Regions from separate parts of the Zea mays genome. Here region 2 is linked to region 1. A link is a contact called in public Hi-C data. All regions are on one chromosome and are shown on one strand. The core of a region is the stretch at or near the end of the contact, and the rest is flanking DNA. Distances in the headings are between cores, read along the strand shown. Region 1 holds the start of LOC100285598. Region 2 holds the start of LOC100278231.

Region 1 (3,712 bases), core at 179-2,678:
GAGTCGGCGGCGGCGCGGCCGGCCATGGGCGAGGTGGTGAAGGACATCGAGGCCATGCTGCAGAACGAGGTCTCCGGGCCCGACGGGGCCACCAGCTCCGCCGGCTCCTCCGCCAACGACTTCGACGGCGCCGGCGGCGGAGCGAGGTCGCACCCGTACAGCGACGTCGAGATCACGAGAGGCTCGTACGGGGACAACGCGTCGGACTACATGCCGTACTTCGAGGTCAAGCCTAAGTAGACCTTCCAGTTTCAGACTTGTATAGCTTGTGAGATACATTGTATAGATTTGTATTATATTTCACGTTTATATTTTTTGGTTTCTCGAGCTTAATTTTTACCATGCTACTTCCGATCTATCATGACGCAAACTGTACATTCCTCGAAATTTTCCAAGATAAGTTGTTCTGTTCTTATTTAGAAGTCAGATTTTCTCTCACCGTTTCAAACTTATGGACTAGTTTGGAAACTCCATTTTCCTTATATGACCAGTGATTTCCCAGTTCAAATTGCTATATTTTGGGTTCATGAATGATTGGCAAAGGCAGTGGCCGATTCACATGGGAGGCAAGGGGGTCCGTGGCCCCCCTCTTATATCTAATGTTCATTTATTGTTAAGTACAGAAAAAATAAAAGTTTTATGTAGATCAAATCAGTTTTATCCTAGGTCTCTTATTCAGATCAGTTCAAATCTCCTAATTCTTGTCCTCCTTTTCAGTCCAGTTCTTACATCTATTTGTGTGATCCCATTATTTCCAACACCACTTGAACCAATCTGCTCCGATGCCCCGTTCCTGGCGCTGCCCGTCGTTGTCACCTTCTCGACGTGCGTTGTCGTCCGACCCTGACCCCTTCGATCCTGACCCCTTCCCGACGCCTCATCTCCGACAGATGACGAGTTTAGCAAACAAGCGAGCATTGATTCTCTGCCGGAAAGGTTGCCTGACCCCGCCTCCTTCCCCGATGGCCCTACACTTCGAGTAGATCGACAAATCAATATTCGAAAAGGTACATATAATTTGGATCCGGTCAGCAAAAAACTAACAATATGTTTGCTTCTTTTATTCATATAGTTTTCTTTTTGAATTTGTATCATATATTAGCATGGAATTTAAATTTTATATAGTACTGGTTTTTTATGGGCTTACTAAATTTTATTACAGGTTTTTTTTAGCCCATGTGAATTCTGGGACTCGGTCTACTTCACAGCAGGTGAGGTGGTTTTTGAATGCCAAATACAGATCTGTTAATTAATTTTCAGAGGGTCAGGAGAGGACGCGGTCGCCCGAACGGGCGGACGCGCGAACAATCCGCCCGCCCCGCGCGCGCGACCTTCCACTTCGGGCCATGGCCAGCACCCAGCATGCGTCGTCCTAAACGAGCACCGCCCGTTGGCGCTATAAAGCCCCGCCTCGGCGTCCCCTCGTCAATTCGAAGCCTTCCCGGTTACCCCTTCGGCCTCCACCTATCACCACCCGGGACGTCTTCCATGGCCTCCTCGTAGTAGAATAGTTCTATCTCACCGCAACAACTCCTCATTACATCCTTTATGAGAGGCTGATCGATTGGTAGATACGTACTCGGGTGGAGCAGAGCAACGAGAGACATGGCGACGACGACGCGTGTTGCCGCCGCCGCCACCGGCGTGCTGCTGGTCCTGTCGGCGTTGGCGACCCTGGCGCGGGCCGAGGACCCGTACCTGTTCTTCGAGTGGAAGGTGACGTACGGGACCAAGTCCCTGCTGGGCGTGCCCCAGAAGGTCATCCTCATCAACGGCGAGTTCCCCGGCCCCAGGATCAACTGCTCCTCCAACAACAACATCGTCGTCAACGTCTTCAACCAGCTCGACCATCCGCTCCTTTTCACCTGGTCCGTGCGCCGCCACTAGCCTGCACTGCACCTCTGCGATGCATACATACATGCATGCATTTCATTTCGATACCAACGGGCTGACTTGGCATTACTGCACGCAGGAACGGGATGCAGCACAGGAAGAACTCGTGGATGGACGGGATGCCAGGCACGCAGTGTCCGATCCTGCCTAACACCAACTTCACGTACAAGTGGCAGCCCAAGGACCAGATCGGCAGCTTCTTCTACTTCCCGTCCATCGGCATGCAGCGGGCGGCGGGCGGCTACGGGGCCATCAGCGTGGTCAGCCGCCTCCTCATCCCGGTCCCGTTCGACCAGCCCCCGCCGGAGAACGACCACGTGGTGCTCATCGGAGACTGGTACACCAAGGACCACGAGGTGCTAGCCCGCCAGATCGACGCCGGCAAGGGCGTGGGCCGCCCCGCGGGCGTGCTCATCAACGGCAAGGGCGGCAAGGACCTGGAGGCCGCGCCTGCCTTCACCTTCGAGGCCGGCAAGACGTACCGCCTCCGCGTCTGCAACACCGGGATCAAGGCGTCGCTCAACTTCCGCATCCAGGGCCACTACATGAAGCTGGTCGAGCTGGAGGGCTCCCACACCCTGCAGAACACGTACGACTCGCTCGACGTCCACGTCGGCCACTGCCTCTCCGTGCTCGTCGACGCCGACCAGAAGCCCGGCGACTACTACATGGTGGCCTCCACGCGGTTCATCCACGACGCCAAGTCCGCGTCCGCCGTCATCCGCTACGCCGGCTCCAGCGCCCCGCCGTCGCCGAACATGACCGAGCCACCGGCCGGCTGGGCCTGGTCCATCAACCAGGCCAGGTCGTTCCGCTGGAACCTGACGGCCAGCGCCGCGCGGCCCAACCCGCAGGGCTCCTACCACTACGGCCAGATCAACATCACCCGCACCATCAAGGTCATGGTCTCCCGTGGCCACATCGACGGCAAGCTCCGCTACGGCTTCAACGGCATCTCTCACAGGGACCCCGAGACCCCCGTGAAGCTCGCCGAGTACTTCAACGCCACCGACGGGGTATTCAGCTACAACCAGATGGGCGACGTGCCCCCTGCCGTGAACGGGCCCCTCCATGTCATCCCCAATGTCATCACCGCCGAGTTCCGCACCTTCATCGAGATCGTCTTCGAGAACCCCGAGAAGAGCATAGACTCCCTCCACGTCGATGGCTACGCCTTCTTCGGCGTCGGGTACGCACGTGCTCATCGTCGATTTTTCTTTTTATTTTTTGAGCAAATATATATGAGCCATGCATGCTGTCTATCTATCTGTAGGATGGGCCCCGGGAAGTGGTCGCCGGAGGTGAGGAAGACGTACAACCTGCTGGACACGGTGAGCCGGCACACGATCCAGGTGTACCCGCGGTCATGGACGGCAATCATGCTGACGTTCGACAACGCGGGCATGTGGAGCGTGCATTCCAACATCTGGGAGCGGTACTACCTCGGGGAGCAGTTCTACATCAGCGTCGTCTCGCCGGCGCGATCACTGCGCGACGAGTACAACATGCCCGACAACGCCCTCCGCTGCGGCAAGGTCGTGGGGCTGCCGCTGCCGCCGTCCTACGCCCCCGCGCGCTAAGACGACGAAGGCCTCGTTTTCTCCTCGTGGTCTGACCATCCAATCCAAACTCAAGGAACGTCGGCTGGGGGGCAGCCGGGCGGATGGGAACGCATGAGTGGATATATATAACCTTGAGATGCATGCCCTCTCAAATCACTGTACTGGGGTTCTCAAAAAATCATTGTAATGGGAGTTATATATATAACTTTATCTCACCATTTATTTACACCAACAAGTCATTGGGTATGCATGTTCTA
Region 2 (3,849 bases), core at 526-3,025, 170 kb before region 1:
CCGGCGCATCATGTGTAGAGCTCGCGATCACGGGAGCCTCAAGTCAAAACCAGGAGCGACGCTTGTGTCATCGTGTCAAAGCTCCTGTGGCTCCGTCACCGGTCCCTCCTTTTCTCCGGCTGCCGGCCCACAGGCCACAGGGGCGGTGCGCGGAGGACCCCAGCGATCGGACAGGACGCGGGAGGAAACGACACACACGGGGGGACGCGACGCGAGGCGTCGCTCTCCCTCCTCCCAAGTCAGAGCTCGCATCTCGCCAGACGCCACGCCTCCCCTCACCTCACATCGCGTCGGGGGGCCGTGTCGGGGGACACGAGTGGAACAGAGCGGCGGCCACGACGTACGTGCGGGCGGTCGGGTCTCTTTTCTAGCTAGCCCCGCGAGGAGAAAAAGGAGGTCGTTCACGAGTCACCACCGATCACGGAGAATTCGCATCTGGCTTGACGTCGTTGCTGCCTCGTCGGCCTCTCCTCGCTGCCTTAGCAGTGGCGAACGCGACGCTTACGTGTCACGGGCGGCGGCGGCGGCCGTGACGGAAACAACAGATAGATGAGAGCTTGTGACCTGTGAATCTGTGAGGCGGTCGAGGGAGCAATGATGCTGCTTTTGCTGATGGATATACTAGTATGATATATAGAAGTATATCAAGATCGGGAGCATAGAACTAACAAGCTGGACAATCTCAATCTGCTGGTACACTGTACCGGCACCTGCTGCAGGAGATGCAAATCGATCTGCATGCAGTGGAGTTCTTTCCGACGAACAGCAACCAATTAACCAGCCTAAGAACAACACAACCCACTGCACCGATGACCGATGTGCCTTGCACACAGGACACAGCCATACACACGCGCGGCCGGTGTATATATATACAAACGCAGCTAGGTGACTTTGTTTCGACGACCTTAATTTCTACTAGAACTAGAGTAGAGGAGCTAGCACAAGCGACGCACTTTGTACTACCGGTGTGACGACGACGACGACGGAGTTGGATTATTGATTGGCCGGGTCGTCGTCCAGCTGAGCCGGCCCCCGTTCAAGGTCTTCCGGGACCCTTGGGTGGGTCGTGGCGGTTGTTGGGGCCGGACGGCTGGTAGTCGTTCACCTCCACGTCCACCCTCGCCGTCGGCCTGCCCGTGTTTTTCATCATCGCCGCCGCGATCGCCGTCGTGTCCTGTGTGTGTCCCAACCCAAGACAAAGTCGTCTGTCATCAGGACTACAGCAGCAGCAGCTAGTAGATGACAAGCATATGAATCCATCCACCATCGCTGAATTAATTAGTTAATTGATTGATTAACCTCTGTACGTATATTCGCTAACAGTTGTGCCAAATCAAGAGGGAGAAACACGGCAGCAGGCGGGAGAGACCTGACGGAAACAGCCAATTGCCAGTACCTGAGAGTAACTGAGCTTCAGAGCCGGCGGCGGGTGCTGCTGGTGGCTCCCCAGGCGCAGGCTTCCTGCGATCGCACAGGCAAAATCAGCAGCCGAGACCAAGAGAGGAAACAGCGGGGGAGGGTGGGAGTTAGCGGAGGCCATGCATGGCCGAGGCTCACTTGGCGTGGGGACGGCGGAGACGAGCGGGGCGAGGAGGAGGACAAGGAAGAGGAGGCAGGAGGGCAGCACGAGGAGCGGCTTCTCGGCGTGGCGCTCCATTCTGCCTGCCTGCTCGCTAGCGAGTCGGGGTGTATCTTAGTCGCGGACTCGATCGGAGGGAACGAGGTGCCACGCCACCAGCCAGGAACTCGAAACTGCAATGGGGCTGCTGGATGACGCCGGGTGCTGCTGCCGTGCCGCTGGCTTTAAACAACGGCGTTCCTCACTGGCGTCCGTCTGGCTGCTGAACGTCAACTAAAATGTCTAAATCTAAATAAATGTTACCGGCTTTTTCCCCCAGAAAGGTGAAATATAAAATTTGGACAGCTAGTAGGAGCGGGACTATGCCAGTGCCACTCTGGTTCAACCTACTATACGACAGATCTGCAGCACCTCCTCACACTATTGCACAGCGTAATTGCTAGTGTGTGTCTTATGACACAGCGAATAATGTTTTTTTCCCAGGCTACAAATAATTGCTTGTCGTCTTGGCTCGCTTTCTTTTCAATATATAATTAACAAGCAGCCGTTCTCGTTAAATTTTTAATACAACTCTGTAAACCCTACCCGCTAGATGCACGATAACTCGTAGGTTATACCTTTGGTGTTGAATTGAATGAGTACGACACCGTTAGGACGACGATAGTCAACTTAGGGACGGCGAGGTAGACGGTAGTGTCCTTTTCCTTATTGATCGTGTAGAGACAGATTCGATATCTAGAGTTATGTTTGGGACAGGGTACACAAATGTTGGTTCACTCGTGTCGGCTTGTTTACTATTTAACACCGGTAGAAAAGAGTTCTAAACCTGTGGCGCAATTTAGTTTTTAATAGAGGTTTCGGTTATCAAGCGTGTCAGTAGTATTTCTAGTGGCGGTTTATTAAGTAACCTATCATTAGAAATCCATGATTTATACGTTCGGTTTTCTTAAGAAACCGTATGTACAAATCGATTTCTATAGACATCTTCCTTAGAAAACCGTCATTAAAAACTATTTTTTCTGATTTTTTTAGTTTTTCAAATGACCTTGTACGAAAAAAAAACACCAACATAAAAAGTTGTAGATCTCTAAAAGTTATGAAACTTTATAGTTCACTACTTTTAAAAAAAAATCATTTCGGCTCTCAAAAATTGCATCTAGATTTGTCAAATTTGAGATGCAAATTTTGCAAACGATCTCGGACGGAAAAAAGTATCCAAAAAAAACTTGTAGAACTTCACGCGAGGATGAGGTTCTGGGCTACACAAAACAAAAATGCAATATAGACATGAAGTAAGTGATATGCGGAGTGGTGGAGATGGCTACACGCGAGGATGAGGTCGGGGTTCGATTCCCATAAGTCATGTAGCACGCGAATTTTACACGAAAAATGCTATGAAAGTTCACCGATGTCTATTAGATAATGTTTTAGGTGGTTATATGGGTGAATCGCTCGACACTTTTAAAACTCATCAACGGCACATGCACTACCGGCACTCACTGCATTATTGTAGCACGGGAATTTTAGGCGGAAAATTGGTGTGTTTTAAAACTCATCAACCCTAATTGGGCACGTGCACTACCGGCACTCACTGCATCAACAATTCCCAAGCTCCAGTTTGGCTGCGGCGCGCGCCTAGATATTTTGCCCATCTATCGTCTCACCCAAGCTCACGCAGTAGTGGTGCTTCCTGTACGTTTTGGGAAGCTTTTAGCGATTGTCAAATGGCATATAAAGTACAGTAGTGCACGGTGACCTGCGCGGCACTCGATCGCACAGACAGAGACCTCTGCATGCATTTTCAGGAAGCGGAAAGCGTTTCAGAACTCTTGTTGCCCATCAACAACATTTGACTTCGCTAGCTCTGCGGAGTAGTGGCTCACTCCGATAAACAACTATCATGGCCTGGCCACTACTGGCCTCCCAAGTCAGAGCTTAGTGACTTATTTTTGTACTTAGGATCTTGACCATGCAGGGTCCCGCACTTGCATGCCCCGGCCCCCCGTGTTTTTGCGGGTCTCTCGACCTCGACATCTCGTCGATGCCGCCGCCGCCGCCGCCCCCGAGCGCGCATGTTGCTTGTCTCTCTTGTGATTTGCGAATGGAAAGAGGCGTGCATGTACTGATATCACGACGGCCGGTCAGCCACAGGCCCACAGTGGCGAATCGAAGAACTGAGGGCCTCGACTGATGATCCGGGCTGGGAACCGGCCGGTTCCGACGGCGAAACAACCGGCGCAATGCGCGGCCGGTGGAGCGGTGGGCCGGCG

The links. Hi-C and Micro-C count contacts between places; a contact is called where the count stands out from the background.
Region 2: a contact with region 1 is called in a Hi-C map of ear, with 2.8 times the contacts expected there. The contact joins the promoter of LOC100278231 here to the promoter of LOC100285598 in region 1. A contact is called at or near these places in 4 of 25 Hi-C or Micro-C datasets (bundle sheath, ear, leaf and 1 more).

Annotation. Positions count from the first base shown.
Region 1 is chr6:166,456,279-166,459,990 of Zm-B73-REFERENCE-NAM-5.0, reverse strand. It overlaps LOC100285598, which reads left to right and starts at 1,428. Exons shown (of 3, transcript NM_001158489.2): 1 at 1,428-1,868; 2 at 1,973-3,082; 3 at 3,167-3,712. The coding sequence starts at 1,606. The coding sequence ends at 3,473. It overlaps LOC103630517 (probable leucine-rich repeat receptor-like protein kinase At5g49770), which reads left to right. Exons shown (of 19, transcript XM_008651580.3): 19 at 1-438. The coding sequence ends at 240.
Region 2 is chr6:166,627,920-166,631,768 of Zm-B73-REFERENCE-NAM-5.0, reverse strand. LOC100278231 reads right to left here and starts at 1,775. Exons shown (of 3, transcript NM_001165464.2): 1 at 1,558-1,775; 2 at 1,397-1,461; 3 at 662-1,174. The coding sequence starts at 1,657. The coding sequence ends at 1,037. It overlaps LOC103630520 (a long non-coding RNA gene), which reads left to right and starts at 3,380. Exons shown (of 3, transcript XR_555102.4): 1 at 3,380-3,849.